Regions from separate parts of the Anser cygnoides genome. Here region 1 is linked to region 2. The links are chromatin contacts, called in public Hi-C maps. All regions are on one chromosome and are shown on one strand. Each heading gives the region's core, a stretch centred on a gene start, on an enhancer-like site or on the middle of the called end of the contact. The rest is flanking DNA. Distances are from core to core; before and after follow the strand shown. Region 1 has its middle 110 kb from the start of BAMBI. Region 2 overlaps JCAD (junctional cadherin 5 associated).

Evidence for each region. A called contact is a pair of places that touch in the nucleus more often than the background predicts.
Region 1: a contact with region 2 is called in a Hi-C map of liver, with 8 times the contacts expected there. The contact joins two enhancer-like sites. A contact is called at or near these places in 2 of 7 Hi-C or Micro-C datasets (both in liver).

Annotation. Positions count from the first base shown.
Region 1 is chr2:17,032,077-17,037,934 of Taihu_goose_T2T_genome, reverse strand. No RefSeq gene overlaps it. Among named protein-coding and RNA genes, the nearest start is that of BAMBI, 110 kb to the left of the region's middle. Within about 2 kb of position 4,169, at least 2 of the 3 cell types and tissues checked have open chromatin away from gene starts, as enhancers often do. A contact at or near this core is called in liver, where this site is marked.
Region 2 is chr2:16,739,633-16,745,947 of Taihu_goose_T2T_genome, reverse strand. The region is part of intron 1 of JCAD (junctional cadherin 5 associated); the gene reads left to right. Among named protein-coding and RNA genes, the nearest start is that of JCAD, 17 kb to the left of the region's middle. Within about 2 kb of position 2,092, at least 2 of the 3 cell types and tissues checked have open chromatin away from gene starts, as enhancers often do. A contact at or near this core is called in liver, where this site is marked.

The sequences.
Region 1 (5,858 bases), core at 2,920-5,419, 290 kb before region 2:
TGCTGTACACTGAAATGGAAAACTGTTGCCCCTTAACAGAAGATTTCCTCAGAGAAAATTAAGCGTGAGGGGCAGCAACAGACCTGGTTATTCATGAGCATGGTGTCACGGGGAGGTCAGGGGAAGGACCTCACTTAAACCATCATTCTGGCTCAGGAAATGCTGCTCGACTACTGAAGTCAGAGCACAAACCCTCCCCAACACCTCGATGAGCACATCATTGTGGCGGGGATGTGCCTGGCCCCTGACACCAGGAGAAAACACGGGAGGGGGCGCAGCGGCCACCTCCGACCACAGCCTGGCCACCAGCCCCAAGCTGAGGAGGATGAGGATGGAGGGTGCCTGAGAAATGGGGAGAAGGAGGTCATCTCTTTTTTTCTGAAGAATAAACCTGGAAAGTGAGACATTTCCCTATAGCAGGAGAACTGGATGAAGACTGCATTGGGCTGCATTTGTTTTCAAACAATTTAGTTATATGAGTTTTTTGTGCTTTCAAAAATTTGGACTAGAATGAGTTTTGTACTTTGGGCTAGCCGAGTTTTTGTATTTTGGGGCTTTCAGCTAAAAGCAAGCTGTTTGTGATGTCGTGTGCTCTTTTACAAGCGTTTGGCTGATGGAGCCTGGGTGGCAGAGTGGAAAATTGTTTGGGAGGTTTGCGTAGCCCTGTGTGTGTTCTGTGGCCCAGCAGCCAGACATTGTTTATTGAGTCCTGCGAGGGATCCTGGTAATCACCGCTGATTTGCAAAAGTGTATCTGTTGCCCATGTGTATCAATTAGATTGCAGCATTTGTGTACAAATCACAGGCTTGATATTGATCCCACAGCTCGCAGCCGGCTGAGAGCATTTTGGTGCTTGTGTGGAGGGAAGTACCACTGTTTAGCCATAGAAGACCATTTCCAAAAAAGTTTGCTGCAGAAGCGAACCCAGTTTTCAAATGCATGTCCGCCTTTAGCTGCTCCCTCCTGCTGAGCACCAGCCTGTGACACTTCCAAGGACTTCCTTCATCACAGCCTCTGCCGTGAGCCTCTGACATGAGCCCCCTGCTCCCTGCTTGGTTCACAAAAGCCCCATATCAACTTTTGGGCCAGCACTCTGTGCAGGAGGAGGTTGAACTTCATTTCCCAGAAGCCAGCTCTTTAAAGCGGGAATTTTAAAGGAGATAAATGTGTTTTCTGGCACCGTGTGCTCTCACTTCCCATCCTTTTCCCCATGCTGGAATACGCCCAAGTCTGAATAAAAAATGAGAGAACCAGAACAAAACCTTTCTTTTTACAAAGCAATTCTAAACCACTTCCACGTGCCCATGGTATGCATAGGCACGGTTTTCACCCGTGTCTAACCCGAATCCAAGGGAGTGTAGCAGCAGCTCTCCTGAAGGGGCGATTTCTGGGCCAGCAGATGTGCCCTCGGTGGTTGTCAGACACCCCATCAGTCAGGCTCCTGGCAGGGCAGCACAGCTCCACACTGTGCAGGGCAGTTCTGGAGCTCCAGTTTTTCAGAATAACATCTGGAGTGTAAAAGGCACAGCGATCCTTTGCCCCAGCTCTAATAGTTAGAATTGGTTAGAAAAATGCTAAAAGAATATTGTAAAAGAAAATCCCCAAATACTTTTCTCTGCAAGTCTTTCCACTTTCTCATTTAATAATACAGCTGTGTTAATTTTTTCATTCAGTGACAAGGGAGGAAAACTCCCTCTTCCCTTCATCCTTCTCCGCCTCGGGAAAAAGAGAAAAAAGGGAGGGAGGAAGAAAAGAGGGTTGCTGGGATGATAATGTCTTGAAACATTTTTTTTTTCTTGGAAAGTTAAAACATTCTGGAAAGAACTTTTCCACATTTCTTTTTGTTTTTGAAAGATCCTTTTATTTTTTAAGAAAAATGCTTTAAACTCCAAATATTGGCTAACTTTATAAACAAAATTCTTTCTCCATTTTATTAAGGGAAGTAAACAAGGCACAAGTGATGGCTGAAGCAACGATTTCCAAGATGACTGACACATAGGAACTTTTATCTTTTTAACTATAAACTTTGGTTGGTTTTCATCCCCCCTGCCTCACTTCCTCCTTTCCTCTTTCAAAAAATTATTGCCTTTCAGTTTGTTTTAATGGTGTTTATGTAATGTCATAAATATTCTTGTTTAGAACTGTAATTATTCTCTGTGATTAATTCTGCTCATCCTGGGAGGTTGTGCAAGTTTTTCACTGGAGGGTATGTCTTTTATGTTTATATGTTACTCCATGTAAAATGCAATTTGTCCATTACTAAAGCTGGGTCTGCGAAGGCAGGGTTAACATTTTTCCTTTCTCCTGTGGCAATGTTTGGAAGCATTTTTGTGAAGTGTTTAGTATCATTCCTCTTCGGGTTGGGATTAAGGTAATTGACGGGGCTCTGGGCCAAGGGTCTCTTAGCTGTCCAACCTCGGCTGTATGGGGTGGAAACATGCCACATCCAAAGTCACTTCCTTTCTCTTTCTTTTATACCCCGTTAGGCTGCCTGTGTTTTCGATTTCAGAGGAATTCCTATAAATACATTGACTGTAGCTGCTAATTGTGGGTAAAACATCTACTATGTGGAGGCAGTGGGATTTTTCCCAAAATAAGGGACTTAGCCCTCTGCATTCCCTGAAATGTATTTGCAGTACGTGGAGATAATGATCAGAGTTTTTGTGACAACCATTCTGTGTTACGTGAGGGCAAACACACGAAATCAGACCTTAATGAGCATGCTGAGCCCCATCCAACACTGCGGCAGTGACTGACAGTACATGAAGGCCAGATGCTTGCACATGGTGCCCAGCACGTTTACCTTTTGTGTTACTCCACAAGCATACGGTTAAAAGAAGACAGATAGCAAGACTTTAATGCCCCAGAACAAAGGAAAGGAACTTGGAGGAACCAGGGAAGAGTTATACTTTAAGGAATGTATAGAACATACACTCAAAATAGACAGTTTGTCTGCTTCAGAGTATTTCAGACATTTTTCCATAGTACCATTTTTTTTTTTCTCTAACGTTTTAGCAGCTTGAAAAGCATGATCTGGAAATGTTTGGCTGTAATCCTCTTAGACAATTTTTTTGCAAGCAATCATTTTAATGCCCAGAAGAACTGACTTTGATTGTTCAGCATAAAATGAATGTTAGGTAACGTTTGGGGAACTTGTGGACTTTAATTTTGTTCGTCTTTTGTGTTCAGAAGCCCTTTGCCAGCCATCCTCAGCGCTGGATGGAGAAGGGCTTGCAGCAGGGGATACCTGCATCTAAAAAAGAAAAGAATGAAAAAGTGACCAGCAATGCAGTTAAAATAAAACAGGCTATAAAAACAGGTGCGAAACTCTTGGGAGACCTGGGTGGAAAATCCCAGGAGTGGCGGGTGTCCCACACAGCCTTTCCCAGGCCCCCTGGCAAAGGTTGGGGCACATTAGGTCATGTTTGCTGAAGGCACTTGTTTTCTGTCTTCTGATCCAGCCAGTGATGGGACACTGGGAGGACAAAACGTGTCCTAAGTGACCACCGCTGGAGCCAGCCCCATTCACGGATTAGGGCTGCCATGGAAACTCGGTTTGCAGAACTCCCCGCAGCAAACAAGGAATGAATGGCCAGGTCAGCACCTGAGATTAGAGGGGAGGGAAGGAAGAGTTGAGCAACTGTTTGCTGAACTTGTTTAGGAGCTTTCCTGGAATATTCCAATTTTCCAAATATTGGAATGAAGAGTTTTTAGTTAAAGCCAGGACGAGGATTCCCCGTGTTTGAGAAAAGGGTTGTGTCCTTTGGACGCGTTCAGTGAAGGACAGCAGCAGAGCTAAGTATTGATTTAATTTCAAAATAACCTTAAAAGACCTAAAAGAGGTTTAATGATCAGCTGTATGCTGAAAATGAATCCCAGAAGGCTTATCATTTAAAGTAATGATTTACATGATATGTTATCAGCCATTAGGCTAGGAGTTCTCCTGGTGAGTCTGATTTTGAGCATTGTGAGACAAAATTCACATCCAGATTTTGACTGTAGGGATCTATTGGCTAGCTAATCCTAGATGTGCTAAAAGCATGACTGACTGTTTCACCACCTGGAAAACAGAACTTGCAATGCCAAAGAATGAACCTTCAGTAAAGTGTATCTTAACAAACATCTCTGCTCATTTTTTTAAAATTATTTATTTATTTATTTATTTTTTTCCCGCAGGTATCTAAAATGATGTATTTTTTAACTCTAGGCCCCATGTCTGGAGGATAGCCTGTGATTTGGGAGACCTAGATCTGCATCCCACTCTCTAATAGTCTTCTTTATGACCCAGAGAAGTTCCTCTGGAGAGATGTAGGTGTGCTCCCCATAGCCTGGCGGGTGTCTGCCCTGAGGTCTACCTGTGTTTTGTGAAACACTCAGCTAGGAGCCAGCTCTGCTCTGAAATCCAGTGCAAGTGCACTGCACCAGCCCTTAGCCACAACAGAGGTACTCAACAGAGTAACCCATGGTCCATACAGCGAAACTTCTTCCCAGACCTGAGCTAATGGCTCTGCTCGTGCAAGGCTGGGTTAGGTGCCTCCATGCTGCTGCACAGACATGCACACCTCCAATGGAAAAGGAGTGCCTCGAAGCCAGAAGTGTCATTTGTCACCTTGAACTTCAGACCTGGAGGGAACAGGGATGTCTAATGTGGCTTTGTTGATTTCTTGCTTGAACTGTTGCTCTTAGGTGCAGCTGTGAATGGCAGACTTGGTCTGGTTGGAAGAAAAATCTAGTATGTGGAAGTCTGGGAGATACCTGCAGTGCTCTAATAGGCATATTTTCCTAGTCTGAGGCTGATGCCCTGCATGTTATTACTTGACTACATGTTTTTCAGCTAGTTGGGTACCCATTTTGGGGGAACTTTCATTTAAAACTTATGTCCATAGCAAGGGAAATGTCAGAAAACACATTATTAAACTCAAAATTGAACCCATGGATTCTTCCCAGACAGTAAAACATTTTCTCTCTCAGTGGAAGAGACTGTGGTTTGACATTCTTTGTTCTTCATAAATCCAAGTTAACCAGTTCTTTTTATCAGAGAGTTATTCCCCTTTGCTATGATGCAGTAGCTTAATATTTTGTTGAAGTATCTTGCCAAGGTTGGCAATTTGGTCGTTCCCCAGATTTTCCATTTCTGCATAAGATAGCTTGTCAACCTTTCTCTAGTGCCCAGGGGCCTTATAAACCCACATGATTTTCTAATGGCTCAGCAGTTGTCCTAGTTAAGCTGAAAACTGAATTTCCTCATTCCTTCCTTGTGTTGATTGTATGCAGAGAAGTTTGAGGGTTTAAGACTGCTGAATATAAAAACAGAGGTAGGGAAGAAGTGCTGGAAATTGAGCTAAGTCAATGGCAAAACTTTCACAGTTTTTATTGGAAGAGAGATCTAGATCTATGGACATAAATCTGTAGAGGGAAAGACTGGGTTATGTAAAACTAGAAACTAGCAGTAAACATAAGAAGTCAACCAACTCATAGAATACACTCTAAATGATCTGTTTGTAGCAGAATATTGCAGAAACATGAATGAAAAGAAGGGAAAATTCTAAACCGAGTCCCCTGGTGTTACTGTTGGGGTTGTGGGTGCAAATGCAGGTTTGCAAGTTCTGGTTGGGTGCGTGCGTCTCTGCAGAGCTGCCACAGGATCCCGCAGTGCACAAGCACATGTGAACTTCAGCCACCCTCGTTGCTCTGGTTCCCCTGGGAGAAGTGACCTGAACATTTGTTTTCTTTTGTTCAGATCCAGAGGGAACGTTTCTCTCACAGCCTGTGGCTCAGTACGTAAAAGCCCACATGCATCCACATCTGGCTCGCTCCGGCTGGGACACCTCATATCTGCCTTTTCTGCCTATAGAAAT
Region 2 (6,315 bases), core at 843-3,342:
AGACACGCCTGGTACCACCAGCTTGTGCTGACATCAGTAGCAACCTGCCCCAGCATCTCCCCCACCGGCGCTGGGGGAAGTGGAGAGGACACATGTTCCAGATAGAAACACCGCCAGGGTCTGTTCGCACAGTGGCTTCAATTTATCTAATTTTACCTCAGATTTGATCTGAGTGGGAGGGATTCCTTCACAAGCTGTGTCCTGTCTGACAGCTTACACACTTCTAAAAAATGAAACTACGGGAGTAATAATAGGAGCAACGACAAAACTACTTCAAAGCAGCTGAGACTCCCAGAATGTGACAGAAAAACTTAACCTGCTACCTGGCTCCCCCTTGACAGATGAGGGATGTTCCTCATTCCTGCTTTAAGGTGGTGTACACCTCCAGCCTTAGAAGAACGACTCCTGATTTACTCATACACCGAGTGAGTGGCAAGTGCCGGAGCTGGATTTGGGGTCATTGGCACAGGTCTCAGTTCTCCAGGCTTTGAGCTCCCTCAGCTCATTGTTGAATCATCAGTCAAAGTCATCGTTTAAGTGTGCACAAAGCCCCCATGGAAAACTGTGTGATCCAGATACGCGTGCAGCTCATCTAGCATGAATGACTAAAGCCAGGCTAAAGATACATTGACAGAGCGGGGATGGAAAACTAAGTGATGCCCGCCTACAGAGGGACAAACTCGTAGCGCTCTCCCCAATTGTGGGTGGTCCATTGTGCACCATTCTACTCAACGAGAACATTAAACTCATACTTGCGAACCTAATTTGAAAAACCATTATCTAGACTTCACAATGGAAGCATTGTAACCTCCTCATTTGCACATACTGAGCCTCAGCCCCCAGTTCCTCTCCAGCACACAGAAGTCTCTTCAAAGTCCTGCGATCTGATTTGAAAAAAATGCTGTAGGCGTAAAGTTAGCGTGGAAGTACGCGGCCCACTGGTGGCTCTGTTTTCATCCGCACAGAACACGAGGCCAGCGGATGATTTATTTTTATTGGCACTGCGGTCAGATAAGCTGCCCTTATGATGAATGAGAGGAGCACGGGTCGGCCTGAGCTGTCAGTCAGAAGGCAGAAAGACCGCAAAATGCAATTTAATTACGTACTCCTTGAGCATGCACTGCTGGGTAGTGCCAGGGCCCCGCGCCTGCTGCTTCCCCCATTACTCTCAGAAATAGTGCTTCTGGTCAGGGAGGTCACTATTTGCCCTTGGACCGCTCTCGATCTTTGTAAATGCTGTGGCATGTCATGGGAGATTATGGCTATGTCACGACTGAAGCAAAAATGTCTGGCTTAAAATTAAGAACTAAATATCAGGGCTGAACATCAGGTGTGCTTCACCTCCTGCCTTCCCTGGGCAGTGGGGACAGCCTGCAATTTGCCATCTGCGACCACCTCAGAAAGGTTTCTGGACCTCACTGTAACAAACCATTTTCCTCTGGTTGATGTTCTCTTAGTTTTTACAAACCAGACTTGTTGCAATCACCCGGACTTCGGAATTAAGCAAACAAACTTTTGATGGATATTCTCACACCTTCTGCGTTGCAGCCAATGTATCCTATGCTTTTCTTGAAGGAGACCTTGATTATCGCGTAAATTACATTTTTACCCTCTTCTTCTGAGATCTCAAGTGGGAAATGAATTTTTGGGGGGATTGAAGGTTGCTAGAGAACTCCAGCAAGTGAAAAGATCATGAATACAAATGGACGGCTTGGGAGGAACATCAAAGGTTATTAACAGCACTGCAGAAATGCTCCAGAGCTTTAGAGCTCAGTGCTGTGGGTCTGTGTGCCTTCACAGCGTTGCTCGCACTGCTCGGATGGTAGCATCGTGATTTGTACCACTTTCTGCCGAGGAGGAAACGAGGCAGCTGTCCCACAGCTTCCAGGCCAGTAGCCAAGACCCCAGAGAAGAGCAGATTGCAGCTCCGTGTGGACGTGGACGTGCTCTGGGTGTGCTTCAAGCACCCACAGCAGGGAGCAGGGCTACTCGGACTTTCGTGACTTAAAGATGTTCTTCCTAAAACAACACATTTTGTCATGGCTTTTTAAAAGTCGCTTGTTGCAGGAAAACTCTGCTTTTAAGCAAGTATTTTCCAAATGATTTAAAAAATGACACCTGTAGTTTAAGTTTCTAATTTCTGAAGAGCAAAATATCCTGAGAAATTTGATTTTTTCCATCTCATCACAACTCAAAAAATATATATATATCACAGAGGGCTCTTTCTATTTGTTTTGTGGTTTTTTTGTTTGTTTGTTTGTTTTGTTTTTTCCTTTTTCTGTCCCTCTGTAGCTGCCTGGGTGCCTCCTGCCAGCACACAGGGGCACCCGATGGGGACGCTGGGTGCGACCCCAGGCCTGGCGCTGTGTCCAGCAGCTATTCCAGTGCTCCTTCTCCTCCCTTTTTTCAGCTAGGTCTTAGCAGGGGTTTAAGTTTCCTTTTTGCCAGCAGCTGCACACACTCGGTACTCGCTGCTATTGGCACTGAAGATCAGAGAGGAGGGCAATGTGCTTTCCGTGATGAAATCTGGTTGGGAGCAGTAAAGATCTGAGGGCTCCCTCAGCCAGAAAATTGGATCCGGCTTACCTGAATGTCAGGTCATCTGGGCTGGAGTTAATAAATAGCTCGGGATGAAGGTGGACAAACAGAGAAGGAGCTGCTCTGTGCACGTAGGAGCCTAGTTTGCTGCAGGGTCTGGCCCTTCATGCCGTCCTACGGCTCCTCCTGGAAGGGCTCACCTGGGCGAGCAGTGGCTGGTGCTGAGGACCCCAGCTCAGTGCATGTCCCAAACCTGTGGGGACTTCATGGCCTCGAGATGTCTCCTCTATCAGAACTGGGTGAAACTGGCTATCAGATCCACACGTTATCACGGGCAGGTGAACAGACAGAATGGGTCAGGCTTTGGTGGCAGAAAATGCAGCTAGCACATCCCACTGGCTCTTCACAACTGTCACCCAGAAGGCCAGGTCCTGCTGGAACTGGGCTGCCAGGTGCTGGTGACACCAAAATGCATTCCCAGGGCCATCGTACCTGCAGCCAGGTGCCTGGGTCCTGTCCCACACGTGCAGACATCTTGGTGCACCTACCCACGCTGGAAATGCTGGCCATGCCATCACACCGTCTTGTAAGTGAGGGTGGCTGGTTTCCCCAGGGTGTGCTGCCTGCACCACTGCCCGTGCAGAAACCCTACACACATAGCCAAAGTCTTTGGGATTTGTCCCTATAGAAATGCCTGGAGAGGTGGAAAAAGGAGGATTCTGTGAGGAAACCTTGGTGTATGGTAGCTCCAAATATGCCAAACTGCTCCAGGAGAGAAGTCCCCACTCAGGTGGTATGCCCTGTCCCCAGGAGCATCCCGCAAGCTCTCTTTTCTCTGGGCCATGGGTAGTGTGCTGCCCATTTCAGGGTTTGCACAAACAAACACCAATCTCAGAGTTTCCTTCCAATGCCTCGGGTTGTTTCTGCAAGACTGCACAGTCACGGTTGTGTCCATGCACGCGTCCAAGATATCTTGGTTTGGAAAAGGGGTCAGGGACAAAGACAAAAAACGCAGGAAACACACCAAAAACGTGATTCATGGTTGCCATGGCTGTAATCCTGCCTGGTAACCCTGCACTGCCACATCTGAATGAAAAGAGAACGGGTGAAGTGAATGGGTCTGCCATGGACCCTGCCACCCTGCCCTCCACCTCTCTCTTTTTGGGTGCAGGCAGCCACAGAATCACAGCATCACAAAACAGGCAAGGTGGGAAGGGACTTGCAGAGGTCGTCTTGGGACTCCAGTCACCAGCCATCACCTTGTTTGTCCATCTTCTTCCCGACCAAGATGAGATTGTTCCCTTCGGCTGACAGAGGCTGAAAAATACGGCTTAGATCTGATTTTCTACCACCGCAGTTAGATTTTCTGTACTGTACAGGGGAAACAATGAAAGGTGAAATCCCTGTAGGGAAGGATTTGTGAAATTCTGCAGGAAATTGGTATTACAGATAATTGTTTCCTGCTGAGGGGATCTAACAGAACTTTGCAGAAAAGCTGCCCTTTTCAGCAATATCCACTGCAGTGTACCCAGGCACAAAAGTCTGTCTCTAGCACAAATGTGCTTCACTGCACATTTTCCTGCTGCACCTGAAATCTAATATTGGTTAATTCCACCGGGATTTCCTTCATAAGAGACAACATAGTGTAAATGGTAAACCTGTGAAATTGCAGATGAGGTGAAATGTTGGGTGCCTCGCCCTCTGGAGCACCAAGACTTTGATTCTTAATGGCAGCTATTGAGCCTTGCCTTTTGAAGATGTGCAGGGAAAATTTATTAACTATCAGCAAAACCTCTCCTAAGTAGGCTTGTACCATTAGAAGGCACCAGTTTTGTTCCGCTAAGGATAAAAAAGACACTTATAAGCAGCAGCATTCTTGTATCTGGTTCCCAGTATTTTTAGAATAGGTCCTTTTTTTTGGTCCCTATTGAAGGTACTTTGTTAAAATAAGCCAGCATTATCAGAATAACAGATACAGCAGTTGATGTGATACTGGGTTTTGCCATTATATACAGTTATGGATACATGTCCAGGAGAACTGATATTTTTTTTAAGTCTAGACGCCTTTGGTAAGCTACTCTGAGCTGCAGTCATGCTAACAGTGGATGGGGGAATAAGCCTTCAGACAATCTTTCCTCTTCATGCTCCTGCTAAACTTACCAAAGTAGACAGACGGCACTTTCTGGATCAGAAACTCCTGTCCATCGATCATAGCCCTCTTATTCAGCTGCTGCCAACAGCTTTAGGCTTGAAGCAACAGAGACTTTGAACTAGATAAAAGGAAACTTCTGCTTACAATTATTACAATCAGAACAAAACCAAGAGAGCTGTGACTGTTTTATTAATATGTGTGCTTTGCTGTTCCCAACCTTTGCAAAATCCGTGTATCTGGTTCTCCAAGAATATTACTACTTGGACCTAGTTCATATGGATTGCAAAGGATAAAGACATTCCTGAAAGCTCACTTGCCAGCTCCGCCGCTCTGCCAGCAGCAGTAATTTGAGAAGGAATGATGGTCCCTTTGAAATATGGACTGCAGTGTGACTGGAGTACTGGGCCCAGCTAGATACACGTGCATGGACAGACCTACAGACAACCCGTTTTCCTCATCTTCACCCTTCTGCTGCTGTGCAGCGCTCCTGCTGAGGGCACTGGAAGCAGAGAAGACATCAATTCTGATCTTTGAAATCGTTTCAGAAACATCGTTTCATCGTTTCAGCCACTGCATTGGGCTGTCCTGACAGTAGCAAGAGGAGCAAGGACTGGAGCAGAAGCTCAGATCTCCCATTTTCTTTTTATGTCTCAGTCATAGCTTTATGAAGAATTAGAGCATTTTTGCAGGACTCAAGCGTGCTGACAGTATCCGGTTTAACATGATAAACCTTGCTTGCCATCCCAAATTTACGAGCTATCAGATCAGCTCATCTGCTAGGTTGTTACAGCCCCTCCCTTACATCATCAGGAGTGAATGTGTTATATCGATTATGCCTTTTACAGTCCAACGTGGGTTTAAGTAAACTGCGTTAACTGAAGGGCTTAATGAGAAAAACAGCTTCTGCATGTAGAGCCCTACCTGAGACACAGATCTGAAATGCGCAAGTGTCTGTTACACAGACCCTAACTGCTTTATCAGATGAGAGGAGAAACCTGGCAAAGCTTAATGATCTCGCAGCAAAAGACATGAAGGAGGCTGAGAGGTTTCTGTCAGATCACCCAAACAGATACTTGGGCTGCAGGACGGCGTGCTGCCATCCCAGCTAATGAGTTCCCAGCACAAGCACCTCGGCTCTCCATTTCTCCAGAGAGTTTCCTGAAAGGTAATTGACTTTTTGTGAGCAGAATGAATAAACCGTAGCAGAATAGCAGCTACGGTCTCTTGTGCTCCCTGTCAGTCACTGGACTTCAATAACCAGATTTGTTACTATTTTGAGCTCTGTCTTGAGGAAAGAGGCACATGGACAGACATACTCTGCAACGTAGTGTAAGAGTTGGTTAATGGGGGAATTTTATACCTTGTTAGGAATGACTTTAAGCTGTTCTTGTGTAGCTTTATTGATGGGTTGTGGTACAAGTGGCTTTGAGCCTGGCATCCCATGACCCATCCAGCTTCCATGCACACTGGGCTGCAGAGTCCAACTTCTCCTACCAAGCCCTCAGCAGAGGGCAACGTAAGAAGGACTTCTATTTGGATCCCGCACAGGGAGTTGGAGGTACAGGGAGTTGGAGGTTGGTTTGGATACCGACAGGGAAGAGCAACACCAGCCAAGGTTTGAGCAA